Linked DNA regions of Zea mays: region 1 is linked to region 2. A link is a contact called in public Hi-C data. All regions are on one chromosome and are shown on one strand. Each heading gives the region's core, a stretch centred on a gene start, on an enhancer-like site or on the middle of the called end of the contact. The rest is flanking DNA. Distances are from core to core; before and after follow the strand shown.

Region 1 (2,700 bases), core at 98-2,597, 230 kb before region 2:
TTAAAATTATTTGATCTATCTCCTATATAAGTGAACTTACCACAGCATGATAACACACAAACATTGGCTAATCAAAGCCAGCTTTACCACTAGGGGTAAGGGTAGAGAGTTCAAGATAAAGGAATTACCCGTGACCACTCTACTGAAAGCCTGCGTCTGCCAGGGCCAAATGGATAACCATCAAGAGCCCGTATAGCATCATTGCCATCACGTTCATCCTCAAAGTAGACAAAAGCATAGCCTACAGATGTAAACGTGCAAGTCAGAACGATGAAAATTAATAACAAATGTCTAAACAATCACGAGAATAGTTGCACCTCTGTTTTTACAATTAACAACTCAACACATGAGTATACCCAAGCCTAAAATAATCAGAAATGTACTGCACCTGCATAGTTCTGATGGTATGAAGAGCACTAGAGTGGTAGATTCCATTCATGATAAGACCTAAGCATGGTGTTGAACAACTTATATCCAAAGTAAGAAAGAATGACCGGAGACATTGGACATGCTTCGCCATAAATAGAACTCTTGCTTATCAATGTAGTACACATAGCATGTTGTCATGTTGGTGATACTTCTAGTCGTGGCATGGTAAGGCATGATGGTACTGATGGCACGATCCCGCTAAACATGCTCGAGCAGCAGTAACAGTTTGCATCAGGGCACATGAACAGATGGTTTCAAGTGAAGGAAATGATGGCCAGGTTATTGAATGGAAGGAGTTGAAGAGCCCTGGGGAAGCTATGTTTTGCCCTGGTAGTTCCTGCGCCAGAGTAAAGATTTAAACATCTGTGCCTGCAACTGCAGTTACATCGCATGGAGCAGCACAACAACCGCAAAGTATCAGAGTATCTTACTCCACCACCTTTTTTTTCTTCAATTCGTTGAAATTTAAACATGAAGATATACCAAGTGGCTAGGTACACAATAAGATGAGATCGAATCTAAAACCGGCCGAAGACGAAGATAAACAAGGGGGTGGGCAAAAGGAGGGAATGCAAGGGCAGGCAGACCTGACTTGATGTCGATGCGCTCGACCCTGCCGTAGCGGTAGAAGAGGCGGTCGAGCTCCGAGTGGCGGGTGTCATAGTCCAGGTTCCCCACGAAGACCGGCCTCATCTTGGCTGCCGGCGAGTTGGCGACAAACAAATCCCCGCAGAAAACCCTACGAACAAACCAAACGGTGAGCGGACCGGTCCCTGGGCTGGGGTTTCGCCGAGCAACGAATGATCCACGATGGGGAAATAAGAGATCATGTATAGGAGGAGCAGGAGAGAGGAATACCTCCGGTGTCGTCGCGTCGCGTCCCGCGGACGAGTGGAGAGGAAAAGAGGCGGCGACCTAGGGTTGCGGTGCTTCTCTTCTCTCCTGCGGCTCGGCTATGAACTGGACTACTTTTACCTTTGAGCCTACATGATTTCCAACCACCTGTGGCCCAGCTAGGCCTGCGTCAAAATGGCCTCGGATGGGCTGCACACTCATAGTTGATTTCACCTTGCTCGTTGCACAGTGGCAGACGCTGGTGTGTTGGCGATGATGGCAAACCTGAATAACCGATAGATTTTAACCGAAGATGTATATAGAATGAATTTTTTATCCATGGATATGTGTTGGTGTCTTTTTGTCACCAAACACTATAATAAATCGTCTGGCGGTACTTGGCACCTTTATATGATATAGGGTCAAATAAAGTGGTTATCCTAAATGTGGGGCAACACATCTATGATGATCACCACTTATTTGAGACCAAACAGCAACGAACCCTAGGACCTTCTCGTGATGAGCAATACCTTGGGTTCGGCTCCGCGAGGTGAACAGTGGTGGCGGTCTGCGACGGGTCGCGAGGTCGCCTGGCAGTGCTCACTGCGGGGGCGCGGACGGTCCGCGCCTCTGGGCCGGACGGTCCGCAACCTGGCGGCAGAAGCGGCGCCTTCTCTGCGCGCAGTCCGGACGGTCCGAGCTCTGGGCCGGATGGTCCGCGATTGCGCAGGGTCATCTTCTTCTCCTCGTATGACCTAGATCTCGTCCCATGGGGGAGAGACCTTAGGGTGCTCCGGGTCAGCAGGTCACCTGGGGCATCTCCAGATGACGTAGAGTCGCCTAAAAATTAAGAGATCAATTCGAGGAAGAGATCTTGATTGAAGTAGACGAAGTAGATCTTGTCCCTCAGGAGGGGTAAAGATCATAGGGTTGTCCTGGGGTCGGCAGGCCACCCCAGGACAGATCTAGACGACGTAGAGTCGAATAGGGGTGGGGTGGATATGCGCAATGCTACAACTAGAACTACGCTACATCTACTCCTAGAATAAGAAAAGTAAATAAAGTAACTGGTTCGATTGAAATGTGTTCATGTGTTCTCAATCGGTCGTACCCCTTTATATTTATAGAGAAGGAGGTCTAGACCTTTTCCTAATAGATAGCCAACAACTCTCACGTGATTAGATGGATAACCACGCACGAGATAAGGATAAACACCCGAGTTAATCTAATCTCGGGGCACGTGGACTGTCCGGGCCCAAGGGCCGGACCGTCCGCTCAATTTGGATCTCAACATATGCCCCCCTGCCTTTTGGTGGAGCTTGGCGAACTAAAAGCACTAGCGAAAACCTCGGAAACAATTGACTTCATGAGCTACTTTGTTCCCGAAGTAAGGACTCAGCTCGATGCAAGTCATCGGCTCTTGCGATCACATAATAT
Region 2 (2,840 bases), core at 111-2,610:
CCACTTTGATCTAATGTATGACCCTCGAACCCCAACATATTGTACCCTTCTCTGGGATTCTTTCTTCTATTTCTTGTTGCTTGGTTCAAAGCCTGATCCTGTCTACCATCCAGCAGTTCTCGAAAGATTGGAAAATAGAGGTAGTGATAATCATGTTATGGTGCATCTGTAAGTGTAGAAATGGCTGGATTTTTGAAAATGCTCCTCCCACAACACATGGTTGCCAAGCTATGTTCAAGAAGGAAATGCTTCTACTCTGTTTCAGAATGAAGAAAGCAGTGGGAGAGATTAGAGCTTGAGTTCATATATTGTAATATACTAATGTACAGTAGTTGTACACGACATTTTTATTTATATAATTAAAGATACTGCAGGCCCTGCAGTATTACTATTCAAAAAAATGTGAAAGCTTAGGCCTATAAGCCATATGTTGATTATTTTTTAAATGAGATTAAAGATCATCAAATAAATAAGAAACCACCAAAACAACTAGATTTTGTAATGATGCACATACCTCTTTTTTCTAAAATGATCCTCGCAACAAATACTTCCATAGTATATTATTTTTAGTTTGTTAACCCAAACTTCTCGAAAATATACTAATGCGCACACCACCAATAAATACAAAAGGCATGATCCATTCTATGATGGGCTTAATGCAACTATGTTGATATTGTAAGTATTGATATATTATTTTCTGTAAATGGTTCTGAACTTAAAAGAAATTGAAACATCACAACATTTAAAAAAAACTATATAATTTAGAGTGGAGAGAGAGCATTCACGCGTTCTAGTTTGGAAGAAGGGCTTTGTGGTTCTGTGTTCCTGCTTATTTGTAAAACTTTAATTTTGATTCTCTCTTTTCAGCCCTTCCATGTTTAGGTAAAAACATCTCACTTTTGAAAAAAAACGTGTTCAAGAATCTATTCTGTACAAATGCACAACATAATTCCTCACTGGAAATCTGGAATGGAACAACAAGTCAATCGTGCATTCTGTGGCAGACGAACAACCTGACCCCACGTATGCATCGGAAGTTCGGGACGGAGTGACGCACTACACAGACGCGACAAGAGCGAAGGCACAGAGGAGGTGTGCAGCGGTGTGGTGAGCTGAGCTGGGCGGACCCTCCAAAGCCCGAGCGTGAGCGCCATCGTCCACCGAGGCCTTGCCTGCCTGCCTTGTTTCCCCAACCCCCTCGGACCCTCACATCTTCCTCGGTCTCTCCGCCGCCCACCACCTCCCTCCCCCTCCTCTCTTTATACGCCACCGCGGCGGGGCTTCCCCCATCCCTTGTCCGTTCGCTGCATTGCTCCCCTAACCGTTCGGCCAGGAGACAGCGGAGAGGGCAGAGATGGCGGCCGCGTCCTTCACCGCCGCCAAGTTCCTGGCGCCGGTGGCCGCGAGATCCGGCGGAGAGAGGGCGCCCCCGCTCCCCGCCGGCGCCTCGTCCTCCTCCTTCGCCAGGACCCTGCGCCGCGGCGCGGTGCACCACCCGCGCCTGCGCACCGCGCTCGCCGTCTCCTCCGACCTGCTCGCTGGGAACAAGGCCGCGCAGGCCGCCGCCGCGCATCCGGTATGGAATACCTTTTCTACGTTGCTCTCTCCTGTTACTTCAGAGAGAAAAAAGCGATCTTGGGTGCCGACGCAGTGTAAAAACCCGATCTTGGGCGCTCTTTACAGTTTAACTGTGCTGCGCGATTGGATCTCACGAGTCTGAAATTCCGATGAGTGATATGGTTTCTAGTTTAACGACGATTTGGCTGGTTGCATCCCACAGTAGTACTTTGTAGTCGCAATTCGGGATGCATAAGCGTAAATCTCACAAAACTTTACCTCCCAGCTTTGGAATGAAAGGTGAAAGGATATCGTGGCCTCCTGAATTTCATGGTGATGACTCCCCTGTGCTCTAAAAGTGCTGCTGAAGTTGTCTTCTCGCTCTCGGATACTGCTCATTTGTGATCGGATACCTATGAATGGAGACAGTTGTTTAGTTAACATAATGTCACTGATTGACAGCTGAAATTGTAGTTTTCACCACATATTTTTTAATAGATCCACCAGTTAGCTCTGTTCATGCCTGCAGCTGCAAGTCTGATGAGGTATCAGTGTCTTGAGACTCAGGACTGAACTGATACAGTCATACTATCTTCTGTCACCTAGCTTACCTAACTAGTACTCCCTCCGTTTCTTTTTAGTTGTCGCTGGATAGTTCAATTTTGCACTATCCAGCGACAACTAAAACGAAACGGAGGGAGTACTGCTTAGACATGGAAAATGTCTTATTTGTTTTTCTGTTGCTGCAAGTCTGTTCAAGTTGCAGAACACTGTGTTGTGTACGTAATTCATGGTCTATCGTTTTCTCCAGGCGGTTACCCGGGAAGAGGCACTGGAGCTGTATGAGGACATGGTTCTTGGCCGTGTATTCGAGGACATGTGTGCACAAATGTACTACCGTGGCAAGATGTTTGGTTTCGTCCACCTTTACAATGGCCAGGAGGCTGTCTCCACTGGCTTCATCAAACTTCTGAACCAAGCTGACTGTGTTGTTAGCACATACCGTGATCATGTCCATGCGCTGTCCAAGGGTGTCCCGGCACGTTCTGTCATGGCTGAGCTCTTTGGCAAGGCCACAGGCTGCTGCCGTGGACAGGGTGGTTCCATGCACATGTTCTCTGCTCCCCACAACCTCCTGGGAGGCTTTGCCTTCATCGGAGAGGGCATTCCTGTTGCCACTGGTGCAGCCTTTGCTGCTAAGTACCGTCATGAGGTGCTCAAGGAGTCTGGCCCTGATGGGCTTGATGTCACATTGGCGTTCTTTGGCGATGGTACCTGTAATA

Evidence for each region. A called contact is a pair of places that touch in the nucleus more often than the background predicts.
Region 1: a contact with region 2 is called in a Hi-C map of ear, with 2.9 times the contacts expected there. The contact joins the promoter of LOC542693 here to the promoter of LOC100272834 in region 2. A contact is called at or near these places in 6 of 25 Hi-C or Micro-C datasets (bundle sheath, ear, leaf and 2 more).

The regions. Positions count from the first base shown.
Region 1 is chr2:114,362,481-114,365,180 of Zm-B73-REFERENCE-NAM-5.0, reverse strand. It overlaps LOC542693 (Serine/arginine-rich splicing factor RS31A), which reads right to left and starts at 1,347. Exons shown (of 6, transcript NM_001320829.1): 1 at 1,288-1,347; 2 at 1,017-1,168; 3 at 129-241. The coding sequence starts at 1,122.
Region 2 is chr2:114,128,677-114,131,516 of Zm-B73-REFERENCE-NAM-5.0, reverse strand. It overlaps LOC100272834 (Pyruvate dehydrogenase E1 component subunit alpha-3 chloroplastic), which reads left to right and starts at 1,360. Exons shown (of 3, transcript NM_001147287.1): 1 at 1,360-1,576; 2 at 2,369-2,840. The coding sequence starts at 2,408.